Regions from separate parts of the Mus musculus genome. Here region 1 is linked to region 2. The links are chromatin contacts, called in public HiChIP or PLAC-seq maps. All regions are on one chromosome and are shown on one strand. Each heading gives the region's core, a stretch centred on a gene start, on an enhancer-like site or on the middle of the called end of the contact. The rest is flanking DNA. Distances are from core to core; before and after follow the strand shown.

Region 1 (4,452 bases), core at 1,599-4,098, 110 kb before region 2:
TCTTCTTTGCTTACATTTTAAAAAAATAAATATGTTCATGTTACATTCTGCTATTGAGTTATAAAATTTTGTCTGTCTTAAATGTATTACTTAGAAATATTTTGCCCAGTTTGTGGGTGGAATTTTGTTTGCTTTTTTGTTTATTTGTTTGTTTGTCTATTTGTTTGTTTTTTGTGACAAAGTTTTTCTGTGTAGTCCTGGCTATCCTGAAACTAGCTCAGTAGACCAGGCTAGCCTTAAACTAAAGATCCTCCTGCCTCCCAAGTGCTGGGACTAAAGGTTTGTGCCACCACTGCTGAGCCACTTTTTGTTTCTTCAATAGTGTTTTTTAAAGAGAAAAAGTCTAAAATATGGCCCATGTGGTCATTTTTTTTCTTTTTTCTTATTTTTTGGTCTTTTGAGACAGGGTTTCTATGTGTAGCCCTGGCTGTCCTGGAACTCACTCTGTAGACCAGGCTGGCCTCGAACTCACAAATCCACCTGCCTCTGCCTCCCAAGTGCTGGGACTACCGTGTGATCAGTTTAAAAATGATCTGTGCTTTAGCTGTCTACCTGATAAGCCTTTGCCTAACTCAAAAGTTGCAAGAACCTGTCTGTGCTCCCTTCTTGAAGTCCACAGCTTTAGTTTTGCATGCAGGCCTCTGACTCCTTTGAGGTGATTTTGTGTGTGGTGTGAGGTAAGAGCTCATGTTCTTTAGCCTGGGAAAGAGGCCGATGAATGCAGACAGACAGATACATAAACAGTTCCATCTCTTAATGAAGGAGGACCACCTTTGCCCAGAGAATTGTTTTATAATGGTGCTCAAAAATAACCAATGAGAGATACTCACGTCTATTTCTGAGCTGTCTCTTCCTTTACACTGGTCTCAATATCATCTATACCAATTCTCCATTGCATTGATTTCTGAACTTTTGTAGTAAGTCAAAATATCAGGTAGTATGAGGCCTCTGCTTTGCTCTTCTTTGTAACATTGTATTTTTAATTTACTTATTTTTTTGTTTACAGGCTTGTTTGCTATTTTAAGTGCTTTTCATTTTCTTCTAAATTTTAAAATCAGTTTGCCAATGACTACAAAATATTCTGCTGGAATCTTTACGGGAACTTTGTTGACTCTTGTTTTTAATTTGGGGAGTATTGCCATCTGAACACAACTAACGCCTCCCATTCATAGTGTGGGTTAGGGCTCCATTGGTATAACTCGCTAATTTTCCCTGACAGGGGTTTAAAGTTTTCAACATGAAGATCTCACTCTTCATGATTCCTAAGAATTTTAGTCTTTAAATGCTATTGTGAATGGAAAGAATTTTTTTTGAAAAGAATTTTTTAAATTGCATTATTAAATTGTTACATTGGGAAAATAAATTAATAGGTTAAAAAAATAAAAGTAGGGGCAGAGAGATGTCTGGGTTGGCTGAAGCTTGTGCCACAGAGTCTGAAGACTTGAATTTGAGCCATGAGACCCACGTGGTGAGAAGAAGGAACCAGTTCCTCCCATGTTGCCCTCTGACCTGCTCGGGCTTGCTGGGCACACACGTGTGCCTCTCATACATGCAGCCCATATGGAAAAATTGTTAGATCTTGATACTATAGCCTTGCTAACCATGCTTCTTGCTCATATTTTTATTTTGCTTTTATTAGATTCCCTAGGGTTCTTTCAGAGAAGAAGGAAAATTAAGGTTCTTCGGGAGTGGTGGTGGTGGGGGTAACATTTCTTTATTACGATGTCAACCATAACTGCTTGAGAAAAGAAAACCTGAAACAGCATCAACAGAAAGAAACCAACCAACCCTGGGCCGCGGATGGGGGCTGGCCTAGAAGGAGGTGAGCTTAAGCTTTGATCCTCCTGACTCGCCTTCCCCCGCGCTGAGATGGCAGGTGTAGTCCTGCACTTCCTGTTTGATGCTTGGATTGAACCTACAGACTACACAAACACTAGGTACTGAGCTAAGTCATCAGCCCTGAGTTTAATCTTTCCTATAGACTGACATTCTGTTTTAGGGATAGTTTAAATACAAATAATCTATTTTACCATTTGTTTGAGTTTAATGTGTGGTTCAAAATAAACAATACCAGAGCAAAATAAAGTAAGACAAGATCCGCAGAGAAGGAAGCGAGCCAGAGAAGCCCCATCCTTCTCTTTCCCAATGAAAGCAGTTCATTCTCATCCTGAATATTAATTCCTGGCAAAGACAACTATTTAGCCTTATGCAAACTGACAGAAGAGAACTGTGTAGCTTGGTCATTTTTCTTATATCATATTGGAACTTCGTTGGAAAAGGCTGCTGCATAATCATACCGTTACGAAAGGTCACGTGGACAGACATCACACAGGTTAGGTCAAGTAGCTGTGTAACCCTCAGTGTTATTCCCAGTTGGCCCCAGGAAGTTGGCGAGGACGTTCTTACTGATGTCCCAGCCCTTTGGACTTCACTGATGCTGAGGTCAGCAAGCCTGGGAGTCTCCACCAAGCCCTCGTGCTCATTCATAGATCGCAGCGGTAACGCTGGGACTCTCTGGCAAGGCTCTGCCGTTTATTCATAGACAGCAGTGAGGTTGTGATATGAACACAGAAGGAACACAATTCTTCATTACTCTGGGGTAAATGACCAGGACTACAATCACCGAGTTGAGGCTTTAGGCATGTTCCTTTTATCGAGACACTGCCAAGCCGTTTTCCAGAGGGGTCTGCCCTGATACCTCCCACCGCACTACTTCCCACTCGGAGCAGGAGGACTCAGGTTCTGGTTGCCACTGCATTTTTAGCTGGGATGCTTTATTGTGGTTGGAATTTACAGTTCACTAGCGATGGGTGGTGCTGAGCCCAGTGCCATGTGCTTCTTGTCATCCACGCGCGTGCCTCCTGGATGAAGCGGTTCTTTAGATGGATATGATAGGGCTGTGGCTTCATGAGCTGCGCCGGAGACTGTAAACTTTTAGCGGTGTATCCATTCTGACTTAATTTGCATTAAATTGTGAATCTGAGGCTGAGACTCATTGCTTACACCTTGGGTGCCCATTCGTTCCATCGCTATTGAAAGGGACAACATCACGTTCATTGAGATTGGCTTTGCACGTTAGTCAGCACCTCGATGAATATATTTCTGTGAATATATCTGGCTCTCCTTTCTGATGTCATGAAGTCTTGATTGTTTTCACTAGTTCAGCTTCTCTTTCCCTAATAATTTCTGAAGAATCTAACCTGCTTCTAAAACACATCTTGCTGAACTGTTGATAAGAACCAGGTATACCTGCGTACAAATCCAAGGAGGATGGATGGACTGGGTTACCGCTTCAAGTCAGGACCTGCAGCCTGACTCTTGGTGTGTCTGCACTTCCTAGTTTTCAGCCCCTAAGTCCTATATATGCCTTGTTGGGATTCTACCTAAGTGTATTTGTAAATAAAACTTTATTTTTAAAATTTGGTGTTTGTATGTCCTTTTTTGGAGTATAGTAATAGCTAATTTGTTGATATTCTGAAACTTTGTTGAACTCAGATTAGCACTTAATGGGATAAAGACACTGGTGTCTAAATCCCACCAACAATCATTACTATTAAGTAAATCTTTATTAAGCTTATGGGTTACCAAAAAAATATTAAAAAGTCGTTTAAAAAATTTTATACTTTAAACTACATATTGAAGAAATGTTTATTTTATTCATGCCATTTTTACATTTAAAATATCTGTTACTTCCCATATTTCCTTCTTTAAGACTTATGTGTTTGTGCCTGAGTGAATGCTTGCACACCCTGGGTATGCAGGCATTTACACAGGCCAGAAGAGGGCATAGGATCCTCTAGAACTCGAGTTACAAATAGTTGGGAGCCACCCCACCGTGTGAGTGCTGAACACAAGTCCTCCAGAAGAGCAGCCAGTGCTCTTAACCACGGAACCATCACCTCAGCCCCGAGATTTACTTTCCTTTTAATTATGTACATGCGTTTGTCTGTAGCCCTTGGAAGCCATCGGTGTTAGTTAGACATCTTTGGGGCTGGAGTATCGGCTACCAGGGTGACTTGGGTGAATTGTCTCTCCAGTGCTACTAGCCATGCTATTGCAAAGATTGAAGAACACGAATTAAAACTCAAGACGGAAGTTTTTAGTGAGAGAGGAAAGTTATACAATCCGAAGAGAAACCGGAGCATCGGATGTTCTCACAGGGCTCTTTTAGCTGTCTCTTACTCTTGAATTCATCTCTCTTGGGTAAAGCTCTGGTTTCATAGCCTATGAAGGCCATCTTTACTCACAGATGGCTTGAAATGAATGACCTGTTTCTTCCTGTAATTACAGTCATTATCATCTGAAGTTTTACTACACGTACAGTTGGCTAAGGCATAGGTTGCCTGAATACGACTTCCTGGAGACTCTGTCTTTTCTTTATTAACCCATACTTGTCCTATACTAAACTCCCATATTTGTGGGACCTTATTGATGGGCTGCCTTCTACTCCAT
Region 2 (4,623 bases), core at 761-3,260:
TTGCAAAAGGAACAGTTTCAATAGTCAACATTTTAACTGAGACTAAAGCTAGAATTACTAATCATATACTGTCTCCCCACTTTTTATAATATGAAGTGTTCCAGATGATTTATGAAATATTGTAAAAAAATAATTAAGCCTGAATGTATTCAAGTTTTTTAGCCCTAACTTTATGTACTAAATGCATTTTAGCAAATATTTTTCTTGGGTGTGACCATGGTATTCTGTTACGGTAGTATAGAGAAAGTGGCCTTTATCTTTTCTTTATTGATATACATATCCAGTACTTAGGGGTGAACTGTAACGTCTTTAGCAATCATTCACATATTCAGCAGACTGAGACAAAGCAAATGTGACAAAATGTTTACAAATATTCACACTAGGTGGTAGGCATCTGAACATGCTATATTCAACTCCCCAGTGTGCTTGGAAAGAACATGACCACTAATAACATCTAAAGATAACAAATGATCCAGAAATTAGAGTCTAATGGCAAACGGAGTTTCTCAAATGTGGAGGCCTGTGCCTCCTCACCTATTCTCAGGAACCTCACTGCAGTGAAAATGGGACATAAAATACTGAGGTGAGCTGAATGAGGAGTCCTAAAACTTAAGGTTCCGTAATGGCCCCGGTAGCCAAGCGTTCTCATCGTCATTTCTGAGGCTGACCTTCAAAACTGCTCTGCCAACAAAAACGTCTCCGAAAGTAGCCCAAGGTAAACATTGACACCAATGACAGATACAACCACTCAAACTCAAGGATGGCTTTAGTGCAGATGGTGGACCATCAAAAAGCACAAGGTCCTCCAACCCGGTCCCTTCACCCTATCAGTTACATCCAAACAACTTGAGTTGGTACAGTCATCTCTCAAAACAAGATAGCACACAGATGCCAAGGGAAGGGTTTTGTACCTTCAAACTCTTACTTCCATCGTGTGAATTTATGGTTAAGGGCACTAAAAGACGTCCAAGTATTTAGATGATTCAGTCCAAACTTGAAAATAAAGCCAAATGTTTAAGTATGGCGGACTATTTAAAAAAAAAATTTTTTTTCTTCGTGAAGCCAAAAGTCTCCATGCTCGCAGCAGGTTAACGTCCATTTTTTTCCTAGCATATTTCTTTCCTAACGGGTTACAAATGCAGGTTGGTCGTGAAAACACCATCTTCTTGCGCAGGCTAAAACCTCAGCGCGACCACTCGTTTGTGGTTTATTAAGTGAAACCTGCAACGCACAGCTGGAAAATCTGTCAGGCTCGGTTCTCCTCAAAGCCCTCCTCTGGTAGACAATAGCGGGGCTATGGCAGAGTGGGGACATTCCTTTGACAAGAAAGGTGGCTAGATAGGAGCGGTCGTCTAGCACAAGGTAAGGCCTCTGTGGCTGTTATGGCGAACGCCAGTGGGGTTCTGCTCTTGCGTGAAGAGTCGAGTGGGTTGGGTTGTGAGCTCGGGTCTCCGCCACACACACACACACACACACACACACACACACACACACCCGCGGACAAGGTACAAAGGACCGAGGGGAGTCGTCCCCCGAGAGCACAGCCGGGCTGAGAAAGCGATGGGAGGATCTGCGCGGTGGCGAGGCGACGAGGCGAGGCGACGGCTGGGCGGCCCTGTACTGTGGGCCGCCGCGCCGCCGGCCGCCTCGCCTCGTCGCGCCGGGAACCCTCCCGCGCCAGGCCCGGCAAGATGGCGGGCCCGGCCCCATGCGCAGCCGGCCCCTGCCCTGCCCGGCCCGGGCGCTCTCGCCGACGCGCCGCGGCCCGAGACCCCCACCCTGCGCCCCCGGAGTGCGGCGGCGCGGCCGCGCGGGAGGGCCTTCGCGGGCGGGCGGGCGGGCGGCCGCGCGGGGCGGGGGACGCTTACCGTGAGCGGAGCGGCTCGGCCTGACTGGAGCCCTGAGGAGGAGGAGAAAGAGGAGGAGGCGAGGGAGGAGCGCGGGCTGTGTACGCCGAGGCCGCTCCGGCTCCCATCGCGGAGCGGGGCTGCTGGGCGCCGTGAGGGGGGAGGGGGCTGTCGCGAGCCAGGGCGCAGTGCCTCATGGGTAGGCTCCGGGTTGGCCTCGCGCGTCCGCGCTCCCAGTCTTCCCGCCAACGCGGGAGGCGAGCGCGGCCATATGCGCCGTGCTGCGGACCTCGAAGGCCCGGGCCGGCCGGGCCCTAGCAGCCGGCGAGGACACGCGGGGACCGGGCTGAGCTAGGCCGTGGCGCTCATGGCCGCCTCAGGCCTAGAATTTGTAGGCACTCAGCAGTGAGTTCCATCCTTCTCCGTGTGCGAGGGTTAAAGGGCATGGGGAAGGGTGTGAGAGGAAAAGGAGATGAGTTTCCAGGATAGTACCACGTTGTTTTTGGAAAGTACGTTTTTGTTTGGGTATCTTTTTCACTCCTATTGTATGAATAGTAATCCGTAATTGGAGGTGGAAAAAAATGGCCGATGTATTTATAAGAATACTTCATCGTAAGTCGGATCTGTAAGGAAACAGACACCATGTTATGTCCGAAATGTAGATGGACATTTGTGTGTTTGAACGATGTCAGATTTTGTTAAAAAAAAAAAAAAGAAAGGAAGGAAGGAAGAAAGAAAGAGGCAATAAAACGAGGGCTGGAGAGATGTAAAATGAGTAAGAGCCCATGTTGCTTTTCTAGAGTGCCCTAATTTGGTTCGCAGCACCCCATGGTGGCACACAACTACAGTTCAGGGGATCTGATGCCCTCTTCTGGCCTCGGTAGGCACCAGACACTAAAGTGGCACACAGGCATATATACAGACAAAAAAACACAGATACACATAAACTCAAATACTATGAGCTACCTTCTATCAAATAGCCTCAGTGTCTATAGATACCAGGCTCTCGGCGATCAAAGCTTCTTTTATTCCAGTCTTAATTACTAGCTCAATACATTTCATACTTAGAGAATGGGTACAAAAGGTTTAAAGAGACCAGCAGATTTCAGAGGACAAAAGCAGAAAGCTGATACATATATAAAGTGAGTTGCAGATACTAAGGGAAGGGATCTGGGAACCCAATAGGAGGCCAGTGGAGCTAGGGCTGCAGAACAGGACCACAGGGGGCTAGAAGCCAGAGAGGAGCAAGATCCATTAGAAAGACAGAAGGAGGACACTGCAGGTGGGCTAAGCCCAGTATTGTGAATTTAGGATTTGTCTGCCTATCACTTCCTTGAAAGAGACACCAGGTGGTCAGGTGAGAGGTTAGCAATTCAGTCACCATCTCAGTGTTAGGTACCTATATTATTAGTTTTCTAACTGAACTTAGAGAATGAATCCATGTGCATAGAAAGGGGGGTTATTAGAATGACTTATAAGCAACAATGGCTGGCTATGGACAAAAAGTCCAAGAATTCAGTAATTGCTCAATTCAGGTTGGATGTTTCAGTGGGTCTTCAAGATACCCTGGAATTCTAAAGGAGTAGGTAAAGAGGGAGGTGTTGTATCCCTACTTGGTTCTTGATTGTGTCAATAAAAAGGGGGGAAGCCAATTGCTGGACGAAAGAAAAATGGTGGGACTTGCAGGTCCCAGAAGAGAAGGGACACAGGGAGAGAGGAATTTGGACCAGGATTTGGATGGAAAGGGAAGCTGAAGTCATGTAGATCTTGGGACACTTAGAATTATTGTAGCCTCTGCTGCCAGCAAGGACTGAGAAGGTTGTGGGGAGCTGGCTGATAGAATTGGGGCAGGAAATTCTTTACCCAGCTGTTGAGTTATCTGGCTAGCTTTAAAATAATAAAACTGTCTAATGTTTTCTATCCATGTAGCTAAGGTGGACAGGAGAAGAAAGAGGGCAGCCAGGGCAGTTGCTGGTGGAAGTTAGCCTGAGAGGGTTGGGGGAGCAATTGCAGCTCCTGGGAAAAATGACCAGCTGGTCATTGGCAGAGCTGAATGAGACTGGTGGTGGCAGATCACAGAGCTAAACCCAGAGAGGCTGGAGTGCAGGCTGTGACACCAGGCAAGGTTGGTAACAGGTTTTTAAAATTACACGCAACAAGTAGGCTATAAGGCTGAAAAAGTATAACCTAAAAACAAAATTCTAGGCCTTTAGGCCCAGGCTTAAGAATGTGACCTTTGTGACTCAATGCTCCAAGGCATGCTAATCATAAAACAGATAGCAACATTCCTCCACCCACCCACTTCCTGGGTTCAGGAAGCGTTCATTCAAAGAAAGTTGCCTTGACTCTTGCTGGAACCCGCTGTGCAAAGGTGCTATTGTTAGAGGCTCCTAGAAAACTGTCTTGACTTTCCACCACCTCATGACTCTTAACTGGTATTTTTGGTATTTTCCAACAACGCCCTCCCCACCTCCTTGAGTTGTGGTTTCTTCCTTTAAATACCCCCTTACCCAACTACTCGGGGTGCCAGGGGTCCTCTACCCCTGTGTGGTATATGACTGTGGGCCCAAAAGCGCTCTTGAATAAAAGTCCTCTTGCAGTTTGCAGCGAGACCGTTTCTCGTGAGTGATTTGGGGTGTCGCCTCTCCTGAGTCAGAATGTGGGGGAGTCCTCATGTTGTGGGTCTTTCAAGGCAAGTAAAGGAATGGAATCTCTAAGAAAGCGAGGACACATATAAACCCTTCTGCCTCAGTGGGGTAGCAGTGGTGCACACCTT

What was found. HiChIP or PLAC-seq counts read pairs in DNA pulled down with a chosen protein or histone mark.
Region 1: an H3K4me3 HiChIP or PLAC-seq map of the SCID.adh cell line shows a contact between it and region 2, with 25 read pairs. The contact joins the enhancer-like site here to the promoter of Zfp280d in region 2. A contact is called at or near these places in 1 of 39 promoter capture datasets (HPC-7-derived erythroid cells), 1 of 15 datasets of contacts at CTCF or cohesin (the NIH/3T3 cell line), 1 of 484 Hi-C or Micro-C datasets (nephron progenitors), 12 of 115 datasets of contacts at active chromatin or transcription factors (the 230-238 cell line, the SCID.adh cell line, bone marrow-derived macrophages and 7 more) and 4 of 9 other capture datasets (adipose tissue, liver, macrophages and 1 more).

The regions. Positions count from the first base shown.
Region 1 is chr9:72,383,352-72,387,803 of GRCm38.p6, reverse strand. No RefSeq gene overlaps it. Among named protein-coding and RNA genes, the nearest start is that of Gm27230, 4.8 kb to the left of the region's middle. Within about 2 kb of position 2,848, at least 8 of the 459 cell types and tissues checked have an H3K27ac peak or open chromatin away from gene starts, as enhancers often do. A contact at or near this core is called in the SCID.adh cell line and double positive thymocytes, where this site is marked.
Region 2 is chr9:72,272,275-72,276,897 of GRCm38.p6, reverse strand. Zfp280d (zinc finger protein 280D) reads right to left here and starts at 2,010. Exons shown (of 22, transcript NM_146224.5): 1 at 1,869-2,010.